5 separate regions of the Mus musculus genome follow, and regions 2, 3, 4 and 5 are each linked to region 1. Evidence: chromatin contacts called from public ChIA-PET and HiChIP or PLAC-seq data. All regions are on one chromosome and are shown on one strand. The core of a region is the stretch at or near the end of the contact, and the rest is flanking DNA. Distances in the headings are between cores, read along the strand shown.

The links. ChIA-PET counts read pairs in DNA pulled down with a chosen protein or histone mark. HiChIP or PLAC-seq counts read pairs in DNA pulled down with a chosen protein or histone mark.
Region 2: a contact with region 1 is called in an H3K4me3 HiChIP or PLAC-seq map of bone marrow-derived macrophages, with 2.4 times the contacts expected there. The contact joins the enhancer-like site here to the promoter of Clic4 in region 1. A contact is called at or near these places in 5 of 39 promoter capture datasets (the 3T3-L1 cell line, the C10 cell line, the HPC-7 cell line and 1 more), 1 of 484 Hi-C or Micro-C datasets (bone marrow-derived macrophages), 10 of 115 datasets of contacts at active chromatin or transcription factors (the NIH/3T3 cell line, the SCID.adh cell line, bone marrow-derived macrophages and 6 more) and 1 of 9 other capture datasets (embryonic stem cells).
Region 3: an H3K4me3 HiChIP or PLAC-seq map of bone marrow-derived macrophages shows a contact between it and region 1, with 2.9 times the contacts expected there. The contact joins the enhancer-like site here to the promoter of Clic4 in region 1. A contact is called at or near these places in 2 of 39 promoter capture datasets (the 3T3-L1 cell line and pre-B cells), 3 of 484 Hi-C or Micro-C datasets (the C2C12 cell line, bone marrow-derived dendritic cells and natural killer cells) and 7 of 115 datasets of contacts at active chromatin or transcription factors (the SCID.adh cell line, T-cell acute lymphoblastic leukemia, bone marrow-derived dendritic cells and 4 more).
Region 4: a contact with region 1 is called in an RNA polymerase II ChIA-PET map of effector CD8 T cells, with 24 read pairs. The contact joins the enhancer-like site here to the promoter of Clic4 in region 1. A contact is called at or near these places in 2 of 39 promoter capture datasets (the 3T3-L1 cell line and neutrophils) and 2 of 115 datasets of contacts at active chromatin or transcription factors (the SCID.adh cell line and effector CD8 T cells).
Region 5: a contact with region 1 is called in an H3K27ac HiChIP or PLAC-seq map of microglia, with 5 times the contacts expected there. The contact joins the enhancer-like site here to the promoter of Clic4 in region 1. A contact is called at or near these places in 1 of 484 Hi-C or Micro-C datasets (Th1 cells), 5 of 115 datasets of contacts at active chromatin or transcription factors (CD8 T cells, the SCID.adh cell line, effector CD8 T cells and 2 more) and 3 of 9 other capture datasets (adipose tissue, liver and pancreatic islet).

The regions. Positions count from the first base shown.
Region 1 is chr4:135,270,501-135,275,426 of GRCm38.p6, forward strand. It overlaps Clic4 (chloride intracellular channel 4 (mitochondrial)), which reads right to left and starts at 2,260. Exons shown (of 6, transcript NM_013885.2): 1 at 2,018-2,260. The coding sequence starts at 2,089.
Region 2 is chr4:135,016,620-135,021,545 of GRCm38.p6, forward strand. No RefSeq gene overlaps it. Among named protein-coding and RNA genes, the nearest start is that of Gm42327, 32 kb to the right of the region's middle. Within about 2 kb of position 2,737, at least 47 of the 459 cell types and tissues checked have an H3K27ac peak or open chromatin away from gene starts, as enhancers often do. A contact at or near this core is called in the HPC-7 cell line, the SCID.adh cell line, bone marrow-derived macrophages and 2 more, where this site is marked.
Region 3 is chr4:135,056,768-135,061,693 of GRCm38.p6, forward strand. No RefSeq gene overlaps it. Among named protein-coding and RNA genes, the nearest start is that of Gm42327, 7.9 kb to the left of the region's middle. Within about 2 kb of position 2,339, at least 15 of the 459 cell types and tissues checked have an H3K27ac peak or open chromatin away from gene starts, as enhancers often do. A contact at or near this core is called in bone marrow-derived macrophages, where this site is marked.
Region 4 is chr4:135,096,137-135,101,062 of GRCm38.p6, forward strand. No RefSeq gene overlaps it. Among named protein-coding and RNA genes, the nearest start is that of Gm16225, 22 kb to the right of the region's middle. Within about 2 kb of position 2,530, at least 56 of the 459 cell types and tissues checked have an H3K27ac peak or open chromatin away from gene starts, as enhancers often do. A contact at or near this core is called in effector CD8 T cells, where this site is marked.
Region 5 is chr4:135,126,777-135,131,702 of GRCm38.p6, forward strand. It overlaps a transcript of Runx3 not described here. Among named protein-coding and RNA genes, the nearest start is that of Gm16225, 8.9 kb to the left of the region's middle. Within about 2 kb of position 2,250, at least 98 of the 459 cell types and tissues checked have an H3K27ac peak or open chromatin away from gene starts, as enhancers often do. A contact at or near this core is called in CD8 T cells, the SCID.adh cell line, Th1 cells and 1 more, where this site is marked.

The sequences.
Region 1 (4,926 bases), core at 1,010-3,509:
CTCCAGCTCAGAGGTCTGCCTGCCTCTGCCTTCCAAAAGACTCAGTTTAGAATTCCAAGTTGTTTAGCACCTCTAAGGTTTTACCATTAAGCACTGTTCTTCAGACTAGCATCTACACTTTCAGAGTCGGTTTGGGGGCTTTCTTTGGCTTTGTTTAGTTTATCAAAGCTCCTTCCTGCCGGACGTGATGTTTCACACCTATAATCCCAGCCTGAGGCCGCCTGGACTGCATTATGAGTTCCAAGACAGCACAGGATACAGAGTAAGACCCTGTTCTCACAAGAAGAGGGAAACCATTATGTCCCGTCGCTATCTCTAGCCTAGCGTCTTCCCTTCTTTGTGCTGTTTTCCACGACCCTCTCCCCATTTCTTCAGGTTCCTCAAAAGTATTGTCTGCCACCTCCAGTCGCAGACATTGTGATATTTTGAGAGCCCTAAGCCTTTTCTTTCCTAATGCTGCGACAGTTTAATGCAGTTCTTCATGTTGTGCTGACCCCCAACAGTAAAATTATTTTTGGTGCTACTTCATAACTGTAACTTTGCTACTGCTATGAATTGTAATGAAATTGTCTGCATTTTCCAATAGTCTTAGGTGACCCCTGTAAAAAGGCCGTTTGATCTTTCAAAGGGGTCTTGACCCCCAGTTGAGAGCCGATGCTCTAGACCAAAAAAAAAAAAAAGTTCTAAAACCAGCAACTAACAGAAAACACTAAGGCAAACATTGTTACCACCCTGCAGATTTCTGCCTTCCATCTCTGGAACACATCCTTCGATAATTTCCGCTCTTTCAAATTAAAACTAAGAAAGGGCAGACTTTAGTACTGGATGCCTGTTGGACTTCTAGTGTTGCCAGTTTCGACCTAAGCCTGGATATTTAGTGGCTAACAGAACGAACGTCAGGGTTTCCAAGGAGGCTCAGTAAAGCAGGGGACCCAGATGTTTGTTGCGTTAACTTTTCCCTCCTTCGCTACGCCCCAAAAGGGAGAGGCGCGGAGAGCAGTCAGAGAAGCGTTTCTAGGCGAAGAAGGCAGCTCCAGGGTTTACAAACTGAGGAGGGCGAGAGGAATGAACCTTTTTAAGCCCGAGAGAGCGGAGAATTCAGGTTTTCTTTCAAACCAAACGGGCTTGCCTGCCGAGGTGGCAACAGCAAACGAAAGCGGCCAAAAGGTTGCATCATGTGAAAACAGGCGCGCTAGAGAAACAAGAAAACCAGATGGTGGTAAAACACCGGACAGGAAAACCCAAGTCGGGAATCTCTGTATTTTCCGGAAGCCTTGGGGCATCCACCCTTCTTTTCGCTTTTTCTTTTCTTTTCCTTTTTTTTTTTTTTTCTTCTTCTTTGCAGTTAGTTGCCTGGGTTTTGGGTGTGTGTCCGGAGGCTCACATTTGTAACCCAGGCTGGCCTCGAACTCGAGGGACTCCTCAAGCCTCTACTGCTGGGTCATAGCCGAGTCACCACGCCCGCATTAAAAAAATTCTCCCCTCCCCCATGCGGGAGGAGGGCTGGGATGAGGGTCCCTCCTATCCCAGGCTTGCCCTGGGTTTACTAAGCAGCCAAGGCTGGCTCTGAACTCGGGATCTTCCCTAGACCACTTTTCCCAACTGCTGGGTTTACGGCTCCCGGGTCCCTCCTCCCCTTTACTTTATTTAACATTGTATCAAAGTTAAAGTTTCAGTTTCACCCGGGCCAGGCGCTAGCGTTCCAGTAAGTTGGGTGAGCTATCAGCCCCGCGGCCCGAGGCTGGGGCTCGCGGCGGGGTGGGGTCGGACACGGCGAGGAGGGTGACAGTACCCACGCGGCGCAGCTGAGGCGCGTCCCGCCCTGCGGAGTCGCCTCCCTGTCGCCGCGCCCGCAGGGTCCGCCAAGGTCCCGCTGCGAGGCGGGAAGGCGCGGAGCCCAGACAATGGGAATGAGCGCGGGAGGTACGGCGCCGCCTCGGGCTGCGGGGATGCCGCGTGGGGGCGCTTCGGGGTGCGGGGACGTCAGCCCGCGTCGCTCGGGACGGTGAGCGCTCACCTTGACGAAGAGCTCGATGAGGGGCTCTTTGTCCTCCTCCTTCAGCCCGTTCAGGGGCATCGACAGCGCCATGGCCGGTTGGGCTGGGCTCCGCGGACGGCGGCTGCGGCTGTGGCTCCGGGGCTGCTGTGGCTGCGGGTTCCCGCCGCTCGCTCACTCGCTGGCTTGCTCGTTCGCTGGACAGTCCCGGCGTCTGGCTGCCCGTGGCCTCAGATCCTCAGCACCGCCTCACGCCTCGCGCGCGACTCTGAGGGGGTTGCGGTCCCGGCCGCTTCAAACCGCTGGGCGGAGCCCTATGGGCGGGGCGTGGGCGGAGCAGTGGCCAGGATCCTGCAGGGGTGGGGGGGAAATGGGCGGGCCACAGCTGGGGGCGTGGCCTCAGGCGAGGAAGACAGCGGAGCGCTCTAGCTTCCACGGACCGACCACTAGGGAGCCTGGAGGGCGCTGGGGGCGCGGCCTAGGCTGGGCAGCGCGGATTGGCCGGGAGGTCCCCCCGAAGCCACGCCCCTCAGGGGGTGGGCGGGGAAGGTCCCTGGAGCCGGAGCCTGACACCGCCTCTCTCCGCGGCGCAGCTGCTGCTGGTTGGGTGCCAAGTGACCTCATGCGGCGGCCCGCCTCGCGCCCTCTCCCCCGCTGCAGCCGCAGGGACTCATCGTCCCCTCCGGTTCCCGGGGCGGCGGCCTCCTCGGCTACTTCTGTTAGGCGCGGCCGCCTTTTCCTGGAAAACTTTTGCGAAAGTTTTCATGTCCTTAAGAACTTTTTAATCCTTCTGACCGCGGATCTCCTTTCGTGATCCTTCTCTATTTGAAATCAAGATACTCAAAAGTTCTTGTAAAGTCGTCCTGTGTCCCGGGCTCTGAATTAGGCCAAAACGGTGGGACAGCGTCCCGCTCCAGCACAACCCCAGTGCTTGAGGCAGCGCCTGACTCTGAAAACGTTATCCGTGCTGTTTTGCCCCACCTGGACCGATTCCTGTCTTCCGTTCACCTGGAGAAGTTTAATGAGTCACCTGAGTGCCACTCAGCGCGCAGGGGCGAGTACTTTACACCCTGAGGACAGGGGCCTGAGACACGCGGTCTACTGCGGAATTGCCGTCAGTGAATGTCACCTTTGGGAAATTTGCCTTCTGGTTTTCCTTAATCTGCTCATTCTGTGGTACCTCCCAGGCTAGGGTGATGAGTGAGTTGATTAGAAAGGCTAAATTGGGGGATGGAAGCGGGGTGTCATGGTTATCTCACATCCTCTGTGCCTAGTGTGGATCAGAGTGCTTCAACAAATTGGAATGATGTGTAAAAATGCAGTGCAACCTGCAACTACTTTATCCTCACTCAACCCCATCTCCAAGTTGCTAGATTCTGTGAGAAGGATGCTGTGCCCCAGCAATTAGATCCATCAATGCTCCGGAGTAAGGCTGTTTTAAGTTCACAGTTTGGCAGTGGCCTTAAACACCCTAAACCTCGGCCTGATTTGGTGACATATACGTGGCTCTCAGGTGATGGCTCAGGCAGGAGGGCTGAGAGTTTGAGGACAGTCTGGGTATATTGCAAGACTACCTCAAAATAATAATAATAATAATAATAATAATAATAATAATAATGGCAGTCAAGATGATTCAGCAGGTAAAAGCGTTTGCCTTGCAAGACTTCCAACCTGGATGTGATGTTGGGGCCATCTAAAGGTAGAAGGAGAAAACCAACTCCAGAAAGCTTACCTCTGACTTCTACAGAATGCCATCACACACACACACACACACACACACACACACACCAGGGTTTGGGTTTTGGTCTGCCTGTTTTTTTTCTCCACCTCCCAAGTACTAGGGTCAAAGGTGTCCACCACTGCAACCAACAATCACCGTATTTTTTTTTTTTTTTTTTTTTTGAGCCAGGGTTTCTCTATATACCCCTGGCTATCCTGGAACTCAATCGGTAGACCAGGCTGGACTGGAACTCAGAAATCCACCTGCCTCTGCCTCACAAATGCTGGGATTTAAAAGCATTGTGCTACAACTGCCCAGCACAGTAAAGTTTTAGTAGGTCAGCTGGAAGACTGTATGCCTAGCAGGCTCAAAGCCCTGGACTCAGTTCTCAGCACTGCCTAACTGAGTGTGGTGCCCCATGCCTGTCATCCCTGCACTCCAAAAGGGCAGGCAGGAAGATTAGGAGTTTAGGGTCATCCTTGGCTATAAAATGAGTTTGAAGCTAGCCTGGGCTACATTAAACCCTGCCTCAAAGTAACCAGAAACCTAAGACTTCCGTTCCGTATCTAGACTAGAGAGGGTGGTGTTGGTTACCGCCTTGTGTAATTAGGGAGGGCTGGGACCTCGTGGAGCCTCTGGCGTCCTGTCCACCCCTACAGGCAAAGCCAGCGCCATGTTCCACTCAGTGGCTAGCTAGTTTGTGGTAAAGTAAGAAAAGCCAGCAGGCTGTCCTGTGGAGCAAAGCTTAAACCAGAAACAAATAGAAGGGACAGCTGGACTCTGAACTGGGTCCCCTGTTAATTTTTCACAGAACTGTGAACAGATTAAAGTCCCCTCACAGTATAGCCTTTCCACCGTGATCCCAAATGGTAAATTCAAACAGACACACACTTAAAATGGCCCAGCAGAGCCTCAAAAGACTCCACATTGGCCCCAAGACTACTGGGTCCCAGTTAGGATTTATCCAAGTCATTTTGGGTCCCCAAATTACTCCCTCACATGTATCTGTGCTGGGCCCATGCTGGCTCCCAGCCACCAGCACAGAGATGGCCCACACAGGGAAACAATAGCAATGAAAGGGTCTTTCTGTCTCTTTGCTTAAATGGGAGGAAGCCTGTGACATTTTCCAAGTCCTGAGGTGGTCCAAGTCCTGCCCTTGCTCATCCGGACACCCTCAGGCACTGGCTCAGACCTGGAACCTGTGCTCAGG
Region 2 (4,926 bases), core at 1,487-3,986, 250 kb before region 1:
TCATCTGGACACAGGCATGGCTGGCTCCAGCGCTGGCACCAGCTGGGATGAGGGCCCCACAGTCAAGCTGCTGGCTCCCTTTCCCACCCCGGGATCAAACAGGCACACCTGGGCAGCGGCTGGGCGGCCTATCTCCCAGTCTCTGGGCCTCCTACTCGGAGCTGCAGGCCATCTGCACTTATCCCAGAGGCTGGCTTGGTCTGTGGGGTTGCTCACCAGGACTCTCTCCCTTCCCGAGGGGACTTGGCTCCTTCCCCTCCTCATCGAGCTCAGGATTCGGCTGCACTCTGCAAAAGGGGTCTCCCTGCCAGAAACTTCCAGGCTCAGAGGCTGCCACTCATGATGCTGATCTCGATTGTCAACTTCATGAGAATTTAAAATCACCATGGAAACCAATCTCTGGTTATGCCTGAGAGAAGTCCTCTAGATTAGGTCAATTCAGGTGGGAAGATGCACTCTACATGTGGGTAGGACCGTCCCATGAATTGGGGTCCAGGACGTCACACTAAGGAGGAAGTGGGCCGAGCACTAGCTTTGTCACTTTTGGCTTCCTACCTGTCCTGTGACTCTTGTTCCCACATCCACACCTTCCTCACTAGGATAAACTGTGCCTCTTAGAACTCTAAGCCCAAATAAACTGGATCTTTTCTTAAGTCACTTTTGTCTAAGCCCTGAGTAGAGTAACTAACACATTTGCCAAGGTTACCCAACAGTGGGGGTATCCCCAAACCTAGATTTATTTCTAGAGGGAGAGGAGGTGTTTCTCTGTGTAGTCCTGACTGTCCTGCAACTGGCTATGTAGACCAGGCTGGTCTCGAACTCAGAAATCTGCCTTCCTCTCCTGCTCAAGTGCTGGGATTAAAGGTGTTTGCCTCCACACCCAGCTCAAGTCTCGATTCCCGAACCCATTGGTTCCCAGTCCATGACTCCTTTGTTATTCCCGTTTTGAGGTCTTAATTTATCCAGTCAACAAGTAATTATCGGGTGCCTGCCCTATGTTCAGGGCCACACAGACAGAGAGTGAGGAGTGTGGTGTGACCTGCAGGTGGTGGAAGATGGGCTCCTAGCAGAAGTGACATTTGAGGGACCCCACCACACCTTTCCCCACCCCCACACCAGCATGTGAAGAGATGAGCTCAGAGAAGTGGGGGAAGGGATGCCCCTGGCATGGGACTGAGGACTGCCCCAGAGAGATCTCTCCACAGTTCCAGGCCAACCTGGAAATAGATGAAGGCCCTGGGGGATCCCAGGGGCTCCAGAGCCCAAGGTGGCTGCTTTTCTGCCTTTTTTTGAGAGGAGGAACAGGGTAAGGCGCTAAAGAAAGCATAAATTTGGGACTATAGAGTTCCGAGTCCTGGTTTTGTCCTGGACTTGTGTGACCAAGAACCAGGCTCCTCTCCTCAGGTGGTCTGAGTTTACCAACTGAGGATGGACCACAGAACTCTGTGTGAATGACATGTGGTGAGGAAGGGAAGACACAGAGCAGGGTCACACAGAACCACCCCCTCCTCCCCGCCCTCCCCAGTTAGTAGGAGACAGTGTGGCCCAGTGCGGGGATCATGCCAGTGTGTGCTTCCTCTAGGAGGGGAAATGGAAAACTTGCAGTAAAGACTGTTGGACAGTAGGGGGCGCCAGCCGAATGACCAGCGGTCGGTTCCAGGAAGGTGGAAGTAGTTGGTCTGGAGTTGGCTTATGATGGTTGGTGGCTGCAGGAAGTCTGACTTCCGAACAGGCTTTAATGCGGACTCTTACCCAAAACTCATCTCAGTTCACTGTGTTGACCACTGTTCTTCAGCTTGGAGAACTGAGGATTGACGGTTTTTTACATTTTAATCAGCTAGTTTGTTACAAAAGTAAACTGCTTTTGCCTTGAATGTTTGTTTTGCTTGGTACACAGTGTTAAGACAAATTCTGAGGTATGGATTTGACTCCACAGCAAAGGATCCTAAGATTCATTAGTAATGTCTGTCAGGGTGAAGCCATGGAGGGCACAGCAGGCGTGTCCGGTATCTGCCACCTCTCTTTAAAGCAGTTTCATTACTGGACAGAATTGTCTATCGATGCAGAGATGCTGGGTTGATTTGGGTACGGTCTCCCTGCAAGACCATGTCAGAACAAGGAGCCTACTTGTTGATTCGTCATGGCTGTGAGCATGAAGAAGTTGCCTCTCTAGACCCTGCAAACCTGTGTTCACATTTACAGCCAGCATAGCTCACAATGAAAGAAGGACATTCAGTATAGAACCACCCAGGGTTGTTCTGTGATACTGGACAGGCTGGTGGGTATTGAGGGCAGGCTGGATCACCCCAGAACCTGGCATAGGGGCAGAGCAGCAGGCTTGGGCAGAGCTCAGGCGTGACCAAGGCTTCTGAGCTGAAGAACACTGGTGGCGTCCATGGTGTTGCACACTTGACAAGGTCCTGTTGGCTGCAGGTCTGCTCGTGGAAGAGAGTACGCTACCTGTGAGGGCACCTGGAAGGATCTGAACCAGAAGTCCCAGGTCAGGCCTTTTTGTGGGGAGCTGGGGGACAAGTGTGGCAACAGCAAAGAGCCAAGCCTCCATGAGGCCAGAGTTAGGGAGCAGGGTCAGCTAGCTCTTGTGGGCAGAGTCCCCAACAAAGGGCTCACATGTTCTGCTCTGACTAAAAATAACTGGTGCTTATTGCAGATGATCTAGGAGATGCAATGAAAGATAAAAGCTAAAGCTGCAAACAGCCCACAGACACCTCATTATACAGACAGTGTCTCTCAGCATGAGTCACATCTCAAGTCAGACACAAAGTGACATTGTGCTACAGTGTTGGCCATGAAACTCGGGGCTTTACCCATGCTAGGCAGGCCCCTATTTCCACACACGGTCTCATTGATTTGCCCAGACTGGCCTTGGATTTGCTCTGCAGCCCTTGACTTTCCAATCCCCCTGCCTCAGCTTCCTAAGTAGCTGGAACAACAGTCCTGAATCCCTGGTTAGCCTTATAGTTTTGAATTTTCCTTCCTCCAGTGGCGTTCAAGAAATGGCAGGTGACCGCTTCATGACAGGTGCTTGCTAGCATTTGTTAAAATGCAGATCTTGCCTCTACCTCCACTGACTGAGCCTCAGGACCACCCCCCCCCCCCGCCCCCACCTGAGCTGGGCCAGAGATCAGAGGGGTTTGGACAGGGAGGAGACAAAAGAATGCTCTCTGAGTTTGTCACCAACTTGGGGTTGCTGACAAAAGGGGCCACAGTTCTCTTTGTCTCCCACTTGGTAGAGGAGCTCTGGACCAGTAGGCAACGAGTAGCGCCTCTTCCTCCCTCTCCTCCTCCTCCCTCTCTTCCTTCCCTCTTCCTTCTCCTCTTCCTCTGCCTCTTCCTCTTTGTCCTCCCCCTCCTTCTATTCCTCCTCCTCCTCTTCTTCCTTCCTTCCTGGTGAGGCGTCTCTGGTGAGTTCCTGGAAAGGGCACACTCAGGCTGCATGACAGCTGTCCTCAGGCCTCTTGGGGACCTGAGAGGATGGAGGCCCCTGAGCTGCTGTCCACACCATGTTGGGCATTCACTCAGCCCACACTGGTTTTCTCTACAAACCTTTCTTGGCAACACAGAGACCAAATATGGTTTAGAAGAAATGGCAGGTCCAAGAAGGTGAAGAGTTGGGTTGGAGAGAATCAGGACTCCCCGCTGGACCCCCATCTTCATGCTTTATGAACTTCCAAAGAGGCCTTACAGCAGCCATTGTAGTAGAGAGCTGGTGGGGTGGGTGGGGCGGGGTGTGGGGTGGGGCAGGGCAGTGCTCACAGCAGCCATAGTCACAGCTGGTGAAATGGGGTAGGGTGGGGTGGGGCTCTATAGCATTTCAAAAAGAGGAGTAGGAGCTGCTTAAGTGACTCAGCAACTAGGGATGCTTGCTGCCGTCCCAGAGGACAAGTCTGATTCCCAGCACCCATGCCCGGTGGCTCACAACGCTAACTCCAGGATCTTATGCCATCCTCTGGACTCTACGTGCCCACACACAGAATTTAAAAAATTGTTTAGAAAGAGGAACAGTGGAATTCTGGGAAACCACTGACTAGCTATGAGGAGTCTTAGAGCATTCCAGATCAGACCAAAGCAACTGGAAAGGCAACAGTTTCCCTTTGGATAGGTCAGCAGGCTGTGTAGCCAGAACAGGTGGGTCAAATTAGCTAAACCTCCCCAGCCTTCTGCCCAGCGCCTCTCCCTCCTTCCCAAACCAGAAAGCCTTAGTGAGCTCGTTTGTTCCAGTCCCTCCAGCTACCTCTCCTTCCTCTCCTCTCTGGGCCCCATGGCTCCTGCTCCTTCCTGGAGTTGTTCTCTTGCTGGTGGCTGAGCTGGGGGTCCTCACTCCTCCAGCCCCAGCTGAGACCCCAGGGAGCAGGCACACTGTGAGTGATTCTGTCAGCCCATGTCCTATCGGCCTGTGCTCTAAGGGGTGGGTGAGGACTCGGGACAGCTGACCTGGAGGAGAAGGGTGGTCATATGGAAGGCATGACACTGGGCAGGTTTTGTTCTGAAGGGCAGACACAGGACCCCCAGCAGAAGCTAGCATGCCCATTTTTCTGCTTACTCTAGCTTCTTTGCTTTTCTGGCTTTTTGTTTGTTTGGTGTATTTTTGCGGCAGGGTTTTGTGTAGTTCATGGTGGCCTCATTGGGTCGCTTTGTAGCTCAAGATGACCCTAACTTCTGATCCCCCTGCATCCATCTCCCCAGTGCTGACATTATAGGCATGCCCCTCATCCCATATGCATGTATGCATTTCCCTCACCCCCTATATGTATGTGTGTATGCAGCACTTGGGAGCCACCAGGGCCCCACACATGCTAAGCACACTCTACCAACATCTTCAGCCCTAAAAGTCACATTTCCAAGTCCATCTGTCTGTCAGCTCAGTGTTGGCTAGTTGAGTATATCCGTGGCCCTGTCTTCACATCT
Region 3 (4,926 bases), core at 1,089-3,588, 210 kb before region 1:
AATTACAGGTGGCTGTGAGCTACTGGGTCTGGATGTTAGGGACAGAACTCAGGTCCTCTGACACAACGGTAAGTGCCTAACCACTGAGCCATCTCTCCACACTCTGGATAGTTTCCAATGGCAGGTCTCTTGATCGTTTGTATACAGAGGCACATCTGCCAGTCAGGAGTCTGTTCAAGGGCAGCTGGGAAGGCAAGGCCAATGTCACTTGAGCGGAGGGTGAGCAATTCCGGTCGATTCTTATTAACCTAGGATAATTCCATGTTGAGGAGGGGGAGTTCTATTGTCCGAGGAAGCGTGGGAACGGGGCTACTTGGTCAAGTTCTGTGAAACTGAAAAGGGACACCAAGGTTGACGTCTGGCTGCTCTCAAGGACAATAGAACAAGGGACTGGTACTTCCCAAATGCCAGGCATGATGGTGAGTGTGCATGCGTGTTCACTTACTGCATGTTCCTTGGGGCCACAGACTGCTGTCTCAATTGGAATGAGTGACCCTGGAAGGCCACTCTGCTGGTAAGGGGTGGAGCTGTCCCTACATCTTGCCCACTTTCCGCTGTCTTCTGAAGCTTTAGCCCGAGGGTGGCCAGCCCTGCTGAAGAAGGTTCCTCAAGAAGTGACCTACATCAGTGCCCACAGTGGGGAGGAGCCACGCTAAGAATAACGTGATAACTCCCTCTGACAGTCCAACAGAACGGGATCAAGTCACCCGTTATTACCGGATGTGCCTCAGCTCCGCGGTCCCCAGAGACTCCTCCACTTACGGATGGGATGGAGGCTGCATCATGTTCCCACAAGCCTATTGCCACCTGACGGTATCATTAAGCTAAAAATGCACAGAGCACCCTTAAGCTGGGGTGCACAGGACCTGTACTGCAGAGTCTCACTGGCCTCTCCTTGAGATCACAACATGGCTGCCAGGGGTCTGTGACCCCTTGCTACCATCCCGAGAAAGAATCATGCTGCCCCCGGCCAGTGTGGGAAAGGATCAGAGATACAGATTCAAAATATAGACTTGACCCAACATGCCTGGCTTGTGTACCATTCAGGCTGAAAACTAGTTAGGTCCAAGCATCTTAAGTCAAGACCATCAGAAAAACAGTCATTTGTTCCCCTGCCATGGGCCACTTTCTGTTCTTTTGATACAGAGACTCACATAGTTCAACACTAGCCTGTGTGGCCAAGAATGAGCTTTTCTGGTCCTCTGACTCCACCTCTCAAGACACGGCACTCGCAGCTTCACCACTGGGTGTGGTTCCGCTGACCGAATGCTGGGCTTCGTTCATCCTTAACAAGCACTTTGCCACCTGAGCTACGTAACCCAGCCCTGGCCATAGCCAGTTTTAAAAATATGTGTGTGTGTCTGTGTGTGTCTTACACGGTAGGCATGCATGTGTGACTGTTGTGTATATGTGTGCAAGTGTGTGTGCAGGGGTGTGCACGGGCAAGAGGAAGACCTGGGCGTCCTGCTCTATCGCTTATTCCCTTGAGATAGGGCCCCTCATTGAACTGGAGTTTGTCATTTTTTTTTCAGCCACGTTGGTGGCCAGCGAGCCCCATATATTTCTGTCTTTGCTCTTCACCTCAACCCTAGGATGCTGGAGATTGGAACTCAGGTTCTCACACTTGCCTGACAAACACTCTTACCCATTGGGAGGTCTATCCAGACACCAGGGGCCCACTTAAAAACATTTTTAAAACTTTTCTTTACTGGGTGGGGGAGCAGGGGAGCTGGAAGAAAACTAGAGTACACGAAGTCAGAGCACAATTTGGAGGGGTTTGTTCTCTTTCTACTATGGGGTTCCAGGTATCAAACTCAGGTCATCAGACTAAGTAGCAAGTGTCCTTACCCACTGAACCACCTTGCCAGTCACTCTGGACTCACTTTTATAAGGAAAAGCCAAAGGACCATCAACCTAGCCTGTAACCAGTATTTCTCACCTCTCTGGCTTCAACAACTGGCTGAGGACTGGTGGTGATCACCCGCCTCTGCCATCTTGTTTCCTTCCCCAGTGAAATGGACATAAAAGTAGTGTTGAATTTGAAATGCAGTAGTAACCTAGCTTAGAGAAACTTCCAACAGGGTTTCTGGTACACAGTAGGTACTCAATTAATGTTTGTCCAGTGGAGGAAGAAGGGCTAGGTGCTACCCTGAGAGACCTGAGTCCTGAGTTGGTTCATGATGTACCAGGATCCTAGGCCTAAGAGCCCAGCAGACTCTGGGAACTCAGGTCTCCTTTCTGCCGTGACTTCCAGAAGGGGAAGCAGGGCTGGGGCTTAACAGTGGAGAGTGTGGCTGACTGGTGAGTCCCACAGCCCGGCCTGGGGCCACTCTCCCACCACACTGCAGTGAGCTGGCTGGTCGGGAATGGGGAAGTCAGAGCTACCTCCTGGGCAGGGCCAGACAGTCCAAGCTGAGGGTGGAAAGACCCTTTGTTCAGTGTGGCCAGAGAGGTAGGAAGTGGTGGGCTCAGGCCCCCCAGCCTCCGGTTGCTCTTGGAGCCTCAGGCCTAAGATCTAATGCCACAGCCCCAGGCTTTCCTACCCTGACCCTCCAGGGCCCACTGAGACTTGGTTAACCTTCCTGAAGCCCTGCTGGGGTCAGTTGCTCTTGGAGACAGGCTTGGTGGCTACTTAGAGTTGCTGGCTCCTTCCCTTGACTTTCCAAGTCTGCCTTGGTGTGACCTTGGCTTCCCTAGTGTGGCAGTGCAGTGCCCAAGTCCTGGGGTTCTCTTAAAGTGAGAGCCACACCCCAGTCTTGGTTCAAGTCCACCCTTGGGACAAAGTCAGCGCATAGCTCCACTGGAACAGAATGGGGCAGCTTACATGGTGGTTGGCACATCCTTTACCCACAGTACAACAGGGCAGGGAGCGGAAACTGTGGAGGCAGCTCTCGGCAGCAGTCCTTCAGGGGTATCTACATAGGGTGCTGAGGCTGTGTGCTCACCAGCAGCTCTTAGCAAAGCACCTCCTGCTTGCACAAAAGCCTCACATCTTCTAGGCACCTCCTCCCTACACCAGCTCGACAAAGGGCAGCGCTGCCGACTGCCAGCTCGGGGGCTTGAGACAGGGCTCAGGTAGCACAGACTGGGCTCGAACTTGCTGTGTCACCAAGGAGAGCCCAAACTCACTGAGCTGTATTCCAGCTCTTTCCCCCAATACTGAATCCCATCCTAGTTCTTTTCAGGTACTGCTGTGAGGGACATCCCAGAGTCACAGGGCAAGTCTCGGCCAAGGCCAGGCAGGAAAGTCTCGGCCAAGGCCAGGCAGGCAAAGAACTCAGATTTCCCGGTGGTAAGGTGGCTCAGTGGTTAAAGGTATTTGCAGCCTGATGACTTGAATTTGATTTCTGGAACCTATGTGGTGGAGGGAGAGAATTGACTCCCACAGAATGTCCTCTATACTCCATATGGGTGCTGTGGCACATGTTCCTGTATACATGAAAACACATGCACTGGCACACAAGGCACTCACACACACACACACACACACACACACACACACACACACACACACATGCACACACACATGCACACACACATGCACACACATGCATACACGTATGTGCACGCCACAGACACGCACACTGCCATCAAAATATTTTAAATCCAATGTTGTTATCAAATGCAACCCAGTCTCTCTGCAAGAATGAGGCTGGGTGTTCCCAGACTTGTGTCGTGACAGATCTGGCTTGGATCTGATGCAGGAGGACAGAGAAGGCTTCTTTGGCCAACTTTCCCTTAGAGTCCCTGGCTCTCCAGTAGTCGTAAAGACTCACCCTGGTGTCCATCGGTGTCCTGCTGTCATCTTACAGGGGTCTCTCCAGGGACAGCCTGCCTTTGAAAGCCGTACCATTCCTTCTCATTTATGACCGCAGCTGAGGAAGGGCGTGTGCCGGGCAGGGATACTTGGCTTAATAGCTTAGGCTCGATTCTTCATTGTCATTTCCCACTTTGGGGTTGGGCTGGGGGCTCTATCAGGGAGCGTGGCTAGGGCAGGGGTATTCTGAGGAGGAGTGATCTTGGACTTGGCCCAGATGGCTGTCGTGGGGGCCATGTTGTTGATCTGCCCCACTTTTCATTACTGGAGTATAAAGCCTGACTGTCCGTTCTCCAGATTTTATAGAGGGAAACCCTTTAGGACAAAGTAATTTTACTCAAGGCCACAGAGCGGACTCTACACTTCCCAGCTGCCTTAGCTCTCTCCCTCTTGCTCCAGCCCTGCTTCTCCTCAGCGTTCACCGCACCCCCCCCCCCTCCAGCACCATCATCCTGACCTGGAGGAGGAGGTACAGCCCTATAGCTCTTCAGGAGAACCCCAAGCCTGCTTCCCCTGAGCAGTGCCCCTGATGGGCTCTCTGTTTCTGTCATAATTTTCATGGAGCCGCCTTGTTAGTCCTGGAGGGGTGGGGTTCAGCCTCTGGAGTGTTCATTTGCTGCTTCATGAGGCCTGACAACCCTACCATGGGGCCCTCCTGTTTCCAGGGCCTCCCATCCACTGCCTCTCTCATCCTGCGGCTTATCAAGCCCATGTCTCCAAGTTTTTATCTCTGATCCCTGGATCCACTGAGGCTTCTCCTCAGCCCTCAGTCCTCAGCCTCAGCTGGAGTCTAGGTCCCTGGAAAAGCCTTTCCTCTCACCCTGACAGAGTCAGGTGACACAAATGGACCCTGCTACCCAATCCTGTTTCCCACAAGGATGGTCATGCAGATGACTTTGGGGTTCTGGACTATGGGTCATGTGACTCCTTCTCCTCTCTAGAGATTTGCAGACCTCTAGAATCCTCCTTATCAGCAGTTGACACTGCATGATGGGAGGAAGGAGGGGGGAGGGAGGAGGAAATGAGGAAAGAAGGAAGGAGAGAATTCACCCTGCTCTCATAGGCAGCAGGCATCCTCCATGCGTTCCCAGTGTACAGGATACTAAATC
Region 4 (4,926 bases), core at 1,280-3,779, 170 kb before region 1:
GAGGCCCAGGTAGGATGGTTGGAAGGCATGTCAGCCCAATGCCAGGTCAGGGCAAACTCACACAGCAAACACAAGCATGTATCAGGTGTTCTCAACAGCAGGGTGTGTGTGTGTGTGTGTGTGTGTGTGTGTGTGTGTGTGTGTGTGTGTGTGTGTGTATCATCACTGAGGAGGGCCAAACCTGTTTGGGGACATGATGGGTACAGAATGTCCACTTGAGAGACCAGGACAGATGCTACGGAGGTGATGTAGCTTCTTCCAGAGGGCCTAGGACAAACCCACGGAAGCTATCCTATCCCAGGGGCCATGAGTGTGCGCACCTGTGAGCTGGGATGTAGATGCTTTTCCCTGGGGCAAGGGAGCTGGGGAGAATGAGAAGGAAAAGTGGGGAGAACCCTCATTGTCTCTAGGCTTCTGGAACTGTAACAAGCCACACAGCAGGGGACCCATTGAGTACAACAGTAGAAGGTCCTTCCTGGTGTTACTTCAAAAGATTCCCAGGTTCCCTCTGCTAGGAAGACCCAGGAAAGAGGGAGACTTCCAGAGCCTTTCCATTTATAGACGCAGACTGGGGCTTAGAGGACTTCAAACCAGACTCAGCATCGTACAGCGCAGTACAACCAACAAGGCTGCTTCTATAAATGCAGCTTCCTGGGGTACGCTCCCACTTGCCTGCTGTGCTCCTCAGTGTGTCTACTTGGGGTCCCAAAGCCTGCCTTCATTCGTAGACCTGAGTTGCCTCAAGGCTTTGAGGCCTGTGTCAGAAGCCAGGGCTGCGTGAGGCATGACAGCAAAGACGACACCTCTAGAACTTGTGGAGGGCTGAGCTGGTACTCGGGAGGTGTTGGATGTTTACTCAAATGGGTGTCTTCTCATGTTCTCTATTCATCAGGCCAAAGCTGGACATTGGGACACAGAAGTACGCCTGCTATGGCCCTGTAACCCAAGGTGTCTCAGGCCAGCTGGGGTAGGAACAGGATCCAGCTGGTTCCAGGAGACTGACTAGAAACATTAAGATTTGGCTTCAGGAAATCCAAGGAGGGAGAGATATGGATGCCTGCACAATCCTGGGGCAGCACCCTGGGGTGGTGGTGGTGGAAACTTCAAGAGGAGAGCCAGGTGTAGAGGAGAAAATGTGGGTCCCCCCAGGAAAGTTCCGGAGCAGAGACCCACAGAGGGAAGAACCACCGAGTGAAGGCTCTGAGAGATGCGACCCACAGGCCTTGCAGGGTTGGCCATGTCCTGCTCATAAAAACTCCTCTCTAAGCTCAGAGAAGTGCCAAAGAAGGTCACATATGTCCCCTTCTGCAATGGGAGCCACTGTGGCTAACCATCCTGGTTGGCCTTGATATCTCATGTCCCAAGATGCTCCTGGGTTCCAAGCAAACTAGGAAGGCTGATCACTGAGGACAGTTTGTCGGCCTGCTGATGTCTGGGATCCAAGAAGTCCTCATGAGAGAACTACCATGATCCACTATAGCTATTCCTCAGTTCCAGGTGGCACCCGGAGAACATCATTGCACTCTTGGGATGGTGTCAAGTGTCCCTTCCAGATGGCAAAGTTGCCCAGAGATTCAGAGCCTTTGAGAAAACTGGGCGGTTGAGATGTGTGCCCAAGGCCACACGAGTATAAATGGCAAGCCTAGGACTGGTCTGATCATCAGCAGGACTTCCACCAGGCCATGTGGTTGCTCATGGTGTAGCCATCAGGACATCTGGACAGGATCTTCAAGTTCACCTCCACTATGCTGAGGCCCTGTCAGGACCCCCCTGACTCCACCCCACTTCCCTCTCCCTAAATTGAAGCTTAAGTCTGACAGAACCAGGGGAGGGTCAGCCCTCCTGGCATGGTAGGGAGGTGACATGTGGTCTAGCCTAGAGGCAAGGGAGCCGGAGGGGAAGGGGAGCCGGGCCTCAAGGGCCCGCCCTACTGTCTGGGCTTAGCCACCGTTGTGCCTCTGGCCACAGGCCATACCTCTTCCGGGCACAGTGGGCTTGGAGCTGCCCACAGTAGGAGCCCTCAGAGGAACACTGAACAGGGCTGAGACAACCAGGAGTGGCTAGGGCACGCTGCCCCTAAGGAGTCCATTTTTTGTGGCCCTGGCTACCCTTTCCCTCTGACCGGCTGTCCAGGTCCTTGTGCATAGTGAGAGGTGAAGAAGGGTTTTGGCATGAAGGAAGGGCCAAATGGGTGGCCAGTCTCCAGTCCAGCCTGTGGTCTAACCGGCCCCCAGCTCTGTACCTGCCTCTTGCAGTCCTCTCTGGTGCCTCGTCACCCCTGCCAGGTCAGGCATTGTCACTGTGCCAGGAGAGCCACAGGCCCCAGAAAGCTCTTCTACCCAGGGTCAGTCCCTCTGCCCAGGTACAGAGCACCTGGACCCTGGATGGGGGTTGCCGAGGGGCCCCCTGGCTCCTACAGAAGAACCTCTGAGCCCCCAGTTCCTCACCCTCCCGCCCCCCACACTGTGGTTAGCTACAGAGGAAGCAGCATTTGGGCTGCACACAAGGCCCAGAGTCGTACTCGCTGGGGTTCTATGGAAAGTTACAGCCGCCACCACCTCGGGCTTTGAAGACCAAGCTGTTTGTGTTCCCCACAGCTATTTGTGGCCAAGACACCCACCGCTACCCCCCATGGCCCTGCCTCAGAGGTGGGGACTGAGCAGAAGTCAGCTCTGTGGCTGTCCTCAAGTCAGCCACGCCAGACCAGTTCATAACCCACCCCCAAGCTTTACAACCAATCTGGCCCAGCCATCAAAGCTAGCCCAGTTCTAGAAACTCAAGTGACCAACCTGTCCCAGTGATGGTACCCAACGAACTAACCCTTCTTAAAAGAACCCGAAGCTATCACCCAGCCAACTGACCGAACCTGGATCATGAGCTCAACCAGGCTCACCAAACCTAACTCACCCAGTCAGCCTACTCATGAAGCCGAGACCACCATACAACCCCAGCCAAACCTGCCACCCAGCTCAGTCAGCAGCCCAGAGGTCAGGCCTTTCCTCAAAGCCACAGACTAGGCAGCCCCAACTAAATCAGCCTAGACCATTCCCAAAGGACTAACCCAACCATAGCGAGTCAAGTGATTTCATTCAGTGAGTCCTACAACTCAACTTACTGCATTTAAGCCAACCAGACCCACAATCTGGATAACCCACACAAGCCATTGTACCCCACCCACATAAACACCCCACCCCAGCACACAACCACCTGTCCTCAACATGACCACCCTGCTTCACAACATGGCCAACCTATCCCACCCCATCACACCACATAACCACTCAACACCCCACCACCACAAACACCCCACCCTACCCCACCAACACGAACACCCCATCCCCACCACATAACAACCCAAACCCAAGATCACTTCACCCCACTACACAGTCACTTCACCCTACTGCAAGACCACCCACCCACCCACCCACCTCAGCCCAGCTCACTAGCGAGCCCAGTGAAACCCGCAGGTCCGATGACCAAGCTTAAGAGGCCGAGTCCTCCTCATTCGACCTCAGTCTGCTGGTATAAGATTACCCTTGGCAAGCCAGCATGCTGCTAACGAGTTTACAATGGCACCACCCGTTTAGTATTAACTGCACCCCTGAAGAAAGCCACGAGGAAGTCCCCGCCACTGGAAGGTGATGCCAGCCTCCAAGGCCTCTCTAGTATGGTGCCGGCTTGAATTGGTCAGTCCTGGGGGAACTCTGAAGGGGGACTTCATGACTGGTGTGGCACGTGTCACGAGGAATGACAGAAGGAAGGATGGACGGCACACAGCACCAAGGCCTGGAGGTGGCCCCACGATGACTAAGAGCTGGAAGCCCAATGAGAGGAGGAGGGGAGTCAGCCAGATTTTTTTACTCCTGTTGACAAGGTGGCTGAGAAATGGACTTGCCAAAGGCTGGCTTGCTCTGGTTTATTAGAGGTCTCAGTCCCTGGCTGGCTGGCTTCATGGCTTCTAGGCCTATGCTGAACCACAAAGGGACAGACGTACCCTGTAAGACACTCCAGTGGTCCTCTTCCTGCCACCAGGCCCCAACCCTTCCCACAATGCCACTCACTGACTAGACCCTCTCCCAACTTCCACGATGAGCCCAAACCTTCCACACAAGGGCCTCTTGGGGATGCTTCGGAACCAAGCCCCCGCAGGTGGGGTGGCCAAGGACAGGTTGGACAGGAGAATAAAGAACCCTGGCCAATACCTGGGGCTGGATCTGAATCTCAGGGGAAAGGAGAGAGGTTCTGAGCAGGGGAGAGTCTGGGTCAGTGGCCATGGCTCCACCAGATGGACTTGCAAGAGTCTAAGCTCTGCCTGGCTCAGTGGGTCCCTATCACAGGTGGGTACATCCAAGGCTCAGAGCCTAGCCTGGTTACCAGACCACTGTTGCCATACCAGAACACACTGCAGCCCAGTTCCAGAACACACTGCAGCCCAGCTCCGGGAGCCCTTTTCCATGGGCCCAAGGGCCTAGACAGAGCACCATGCTTGTCCTTGGAGCCATCACAGGGGTTAGCAAGAGCCGGCCGGGGGAGATACAGGCACGAGAGCAAAGCAAGACCGCACTCCCTGATGATTGGTTTCACCTTCCTCTGACTTCTAAGGAAAATGGGTCCAGAGGAAGACAGGGGCTTTTAGAAAGCAGGTGACTGTAGGGGAAGGGGCTGAGGGCTGTCACAGGCCACCCCTTGAGGCTAGGGTCCAGAGCCTGGTTCAGAAGGACCACGCCTTTTCCCAGTGAGCTCTTGCAGCCCATCTTGCCAGCTGAACATTGACTGAGAATATCTCTGCTCCATCAGGGACTGAGCTTCTGAGAATCGAAGGGCATTTCCTCCTGGCTCCATGTGTCCCAGCCCAGTCTGCAAGACTCTGTCCCATCAATGTCATATTGGGAGAGAAACGGCTGTTTCCCACAAACTCACAGCCTAGAT
Region 5 (4,926 bases), core at 1,000-3,499, 140 kb before region 1:
AACATTGTCTGTTAAAAATGCTACCTTTATTGCAATGTGCATTTTGGCTTTTTTGTCAAAAATCACATGGCTATAGCTGCCCTTCTATTCTGATTGGTGTACATGTCTGGTTTTGTGCCATCCGCAGACCTATGCTTAGTGTGTCATGTGTGTTTCTGTGTGTGTGCTTATGTGCATGTGCATATGTATGTGCCTGTGAGTGTGAGCGTGTGTGTGTGTGTGTGTGTGTGTGTGTATTAAACTTAGAGCCCTGGGCATTCTAGGTAAGTGTGCTTTTGCTGAGCTACATCCCAGCCTGGCCTACATCTCCATCACCCACTCACCAAGAAGTCTCTCCAAGATCATCTGCAACAAACCAGAACCTTGGAACTCTGAGCCTCAGTTCCCAGAGCTATTGTCAGACTGCTTGAGTCATTTACTGAGAAGGGAGGGAGGAAGGAAAGGAAAGAGGGAAAAAAAGGCTTCCAAGCTTGGGTGTCCTATCTGGGCACCATCACAGACCTTGAAACAGCAGCTCCTGGAGAAGAGCCCTGGATGCTACTCATGGTGGAGTGGAGAGACGGGGCAGGACAAACTGGGTCTCGCCTTCAGCAGTCAGGACAAGAACTGAGACCAGTACCTCAATAAGAAGTTATTCCCAAGAAAGATGGAGTGGGCAGAAGACAGCACCCTCCTTGTTTCTTAGATGAAGAAAGAGAGCCCCAAGGAGAGGCTCAGGCTTATGAAAGGTTCGGTTTAGCTCCAGGGGAACCAGTTTTGGAGTTTTTCCCTCGACCCCTGGGGAAGTTGCTGCTCACCTTGCACTTAGTTCAGGGTTCATGGCTTGAAGCTACTTAGCAGCTTGGTTCCCTCAACCCTCAATTTTACCCATTGTTTGGCGGGAGCTGGGGCCAGGAAGGAGGCTCAGTTGGTAGAGTGCTTGCTTCCTGTGCGTGAGGTCTGGGTTTGAGTCTCAGCACTGCATCAAGTGGAAGGTGCCTATAATTCTTATCACTCGGGAGATGGAGGCAGGGGGATCAAGCATTTAAGGTCATCGCTCCCCTCTAACGGCAAGTTCAGTCAGCCTGAGATATTTAAAACTGTCTCAAAAAATGAGAGAGAGACAGAGACAGGCAGAGAAAGGGAAAAAGAGGGGGCAAGAGGGAGAATAACAGAGATAGAGTCAGACAAAGAGAGACAGACAGACTAAGAGAGACAGACAGACAGAAAGGAAGAGAGAGGAGGAAGAGTGAGACAGAGAGAGAGACAGAAACAGAGACAGACAGAGAATGGGGGAAAGAGAGGGGGAGAGAGGGAGAATGACAGAGAGAGTTAGACAGAGAAAAACAGAGGAAGACAGACAAAGAGGAAGAGAGAGGGAGAGAGGAAGAATAAGAGATAGTCAGAGTGGGGGGAGGAGAGGAGAGAGGAACTAACAGGAATTTCAAAGAGGAAAATTGACCAGTTGTATAGAAGGGGTTGAGGCTGGGAATGTGGTTTAACCCCCAAGGCCCCGTGCACGGCACAGGCTAAGAGTGTCTGCTGCACATTGGCCTCCTGTCTGAAGCCTCAGGCTTGCTCATTCTCCAGCATATGGCTCCCGCCTTTCTAGGGAGAGCTGGGCAGCTCAGAAAGACTGCGAGGCCCTTTGCACATGGTGCGTGGGGCAGAGGACACAGCACACAATTCAGCCGTATAAACCCGGCTCTAGACACGTCTTTGCTGTGCATCCTAGAGAGAAGTGCCTCACCTCTCTGTGCTTGTTCTCTCTGTGAAATGGGAGACATTAACAGCACCCAGCGCAAGCTGTTTGGGAGGCCTAGGGATAGAATGAGGGTAGTGCAGAGCTCGACACGGCCAAGACCTTCATTAGTGCCACAAAATATTCTGAATCCATATTCTTCCTCTTCCAGCAAATGAAAAAAAAAAGCTGCGAACTAATAGAAGGTAGGAGCCTTGCCTTTCTCCTCAAGACCCCGCTTCAAGGCCACCCTTTTAAGAGCCGTTTTTTCCCAAGAATTGGGATGCCTGTTGTCATCACCCCTCACTCTTGAAGCATCTAAAGAGAGTTCCAGGGAGTGTCCCTTGCTGCGGTGGCGCGGGGTGAGGGTCCGGGATGGGGAACCTGCGGGGTTGGTGATTGAGGGAGGGATGAGAGGGCACTGCTGTTCCACGCATGCGCATTTCCATGCCCTCCTCACTTCCCCTCCGCTGGCTGGTTTTTCTCTGAACACCGAGCCAGAGCTCTCCTAGCCTATGGGTGCTGGCGGCTCGGAGGTTTAGGTTCCTCTTTGGGGTTTTCTTTTAAGTCTGGGAAAGGCATTTTTGGCACAAGGCTCAGACTTGCGTGTGGGCGGAGAGGAGAGATGCGTCTAAGTTACAGTTTTGAAGGTTGCCACGGTCAGTACCACCCACCCAAACACCTTCCCGAGGAGAGTCCAGGGGAGCCTTAACTCCTGCCAGGGCTCCACTGCCATTGGACCGGAACTGATGTAGGTCCTTTCTTGTCTCCCACCTGAACATCTGTCGGGCAACATCTGGCCCCTTTACATCTGCCGAGAAGAGGGAGTGGCTAATGTGAGAGGCAGCAGATGTTGGGAGGGGGCCCTTGAAGGTCCCGAAGGAAAGGGAAGAAGATGAAGGGAGGGGCAGAGAACAGGAGAGCTTCCTTACCGTCCCAAGCCCACCTCACCTGGGAGTGCTGGTTGCTGCCCAAGAACTGTCCCTCGGAAGATGTCCTCTAGGTCTCACTCAGGTGCTGGAGGCCTCAGGTGCTTCTGGGAAGTAGCATTGATCCAGATCCAGGGTGTCTTAGGAAGGATTACAGGTCCTGCATGTGCAGGTGGGGAGCAGAGTTCCTCGTGGGTTAGTGGGGCCCGTGGGGAAACCCTGACATCTCCCTGGCCCCGTTCCCTACATGAAGTCAAGTCCCTTCGGCAAAGGGAAGGAAACCTCGCAAGGCCATCTTCGAGCAAAAAAAAATAAAGGAAAGAAAATGCCAGCAGCAGCTCCGGTCACCGGAAGCGAGCAGAGCCATCGGAGTCCAGAGGCTTTGTGGGAAGTTCTCAACATGGAGTCTGTGTTACTTATAGCAGTAGGAAGAAGACCCTGCTTTGTATTTCCAAAGAAAGGAAGCAGAAGAGGAACCCTGGCCTCCCGGGAGCCGAGGCTGAAGGACACCCACTCTCTCTGCTTCTCCTCACAGCTCCGTCTGCTTTCCCACCGTGGCTCTGGCCTGCTGGCTAGGGACGGCAGGATCTCCCCTGGTCAGGGTAGAACCTTGCATAGAGCAGATGCCCAGGCTGCGCTTGTGTCTGAGGCAAGGGCTCTGCAGCTCCCTGGGAGAGGCAGTCTGCTCCCCCTCTGGCCTGGTTGTCTCTTTTGTGGGTACTGCTGGCCCCTCTGGTGGCACTACTGCAGTGGTTCTCAACCTTCCTCAAGCTGTGACATTTAACACGGTTCTCCACATTGCGGTGACCCGCCCCCAACCATAAAATTATTTTGATACTACTTCGTAACTGCAATTCTGCTACTGTTATGAATTATAATGTAAACATCTGATGTGCAGCTCCTAAAGGGGTCATCACCCACAGGTAGAGAACTGCTGACCTACTGTGCGTAAGCACGCAGGAGTGTACACAGCAGGCAACTGTATTTCTCCTGCTGGGGCTAATATCCACCCCCCCACACACACACACACACACACACAGTTTACAGATAGGAGAAGCAAGGCCCAGAAGAGAGGCAGTCCTTCCCCAAGACTCATAGTTAAGGACTTCTGGAACCCTGAGAGCCTGCTACAGCCCTGCTTAGATCTCTGACAGCCCTGACTCGGCCTCCCGGGACCTCTATAGATGCGTATGAACACATTGAGTCTAATTGAACGGGCATCATGAATGAGGTCCAAATGCACCCAGATGTTGAGAGTTTGGTGGGTCCTGCTCCCAGCAAAGCCAAAGGAAAGAGTAAGGACGGTGGGAGCTGCACCTGCGGGAGTCAGGTCTCATTTCCACTTATCTTCCACGAGAATCCACGTAGTGGACAGAGTCGTTGTTATCACCATGTCACGGTTGGCAAAAGCAAGTCTCCGCAAGAGGTCAGTGCCTAGCAAATGGTCTGTGTGACATGAAAGCCACCTCCTACCTGGACCATGTCTCCTCTTCCCTACGGCCCAGATGCACCACATCAGCCACAGAACTCCCCCTGGTCATTCCCAACCCTGTTCAGAGACTTCCTGAATGTTCCTGAGGAAGACAGAGTCTGAACCAAATCCACAACAGGCAGATCTGGGGGGATAAAGACATGCGGAGTAAACGGAATGAAAGGGTCACACGGAGGAGTTAGTTCCTGGAGATGGAGCTTGTGTGTCCTGTGGAGAAGACCCGGGAGAAGAACAAGGAAGGAGACAGCCTGCTGTGAGAGCTGGGCATGACTTCACGGCAGGTGGAGTCCGGGCAGACTGCAGGCTGGGCAGTGGTGGCTACCCCACATCCCATGACACACAGGCAGCTCCCTGAAATAGGCCTGCGCAGATGTGCACAGAGGAGATAGGTTGCTCTGTATGTGCGTGCATGCATGAGTGTGGTGAGACCACAGGGCTCCCAAGCTGCCCGGGCCCCTATTTTTATCCCTCCCTAGACACACAGACAGACTGACAAAGCACACTGCTTCTCAAGCACGTAGACTGTGCCAGGGATGGCCATGTCTGTGGTCTGTCCAGGACAGAGCAGAGACTCCAATCAGCTAAAATGAGACCTAGCTCAGGGACACTCCAGGGGGAAAAAAAAGTGAGGATGCAGGACCCGTGTTCAAAATTCATTAAGTCTTTCAGGATAGAGATGGAGAGATGGCCCAGTAACCCAATGCTTGTTACAAAAGCATGAGGATTCGAGTTCCGATCACCATAACCCACGTAAAGCCAGGTACATCTGTGCACATCTGTAAGGC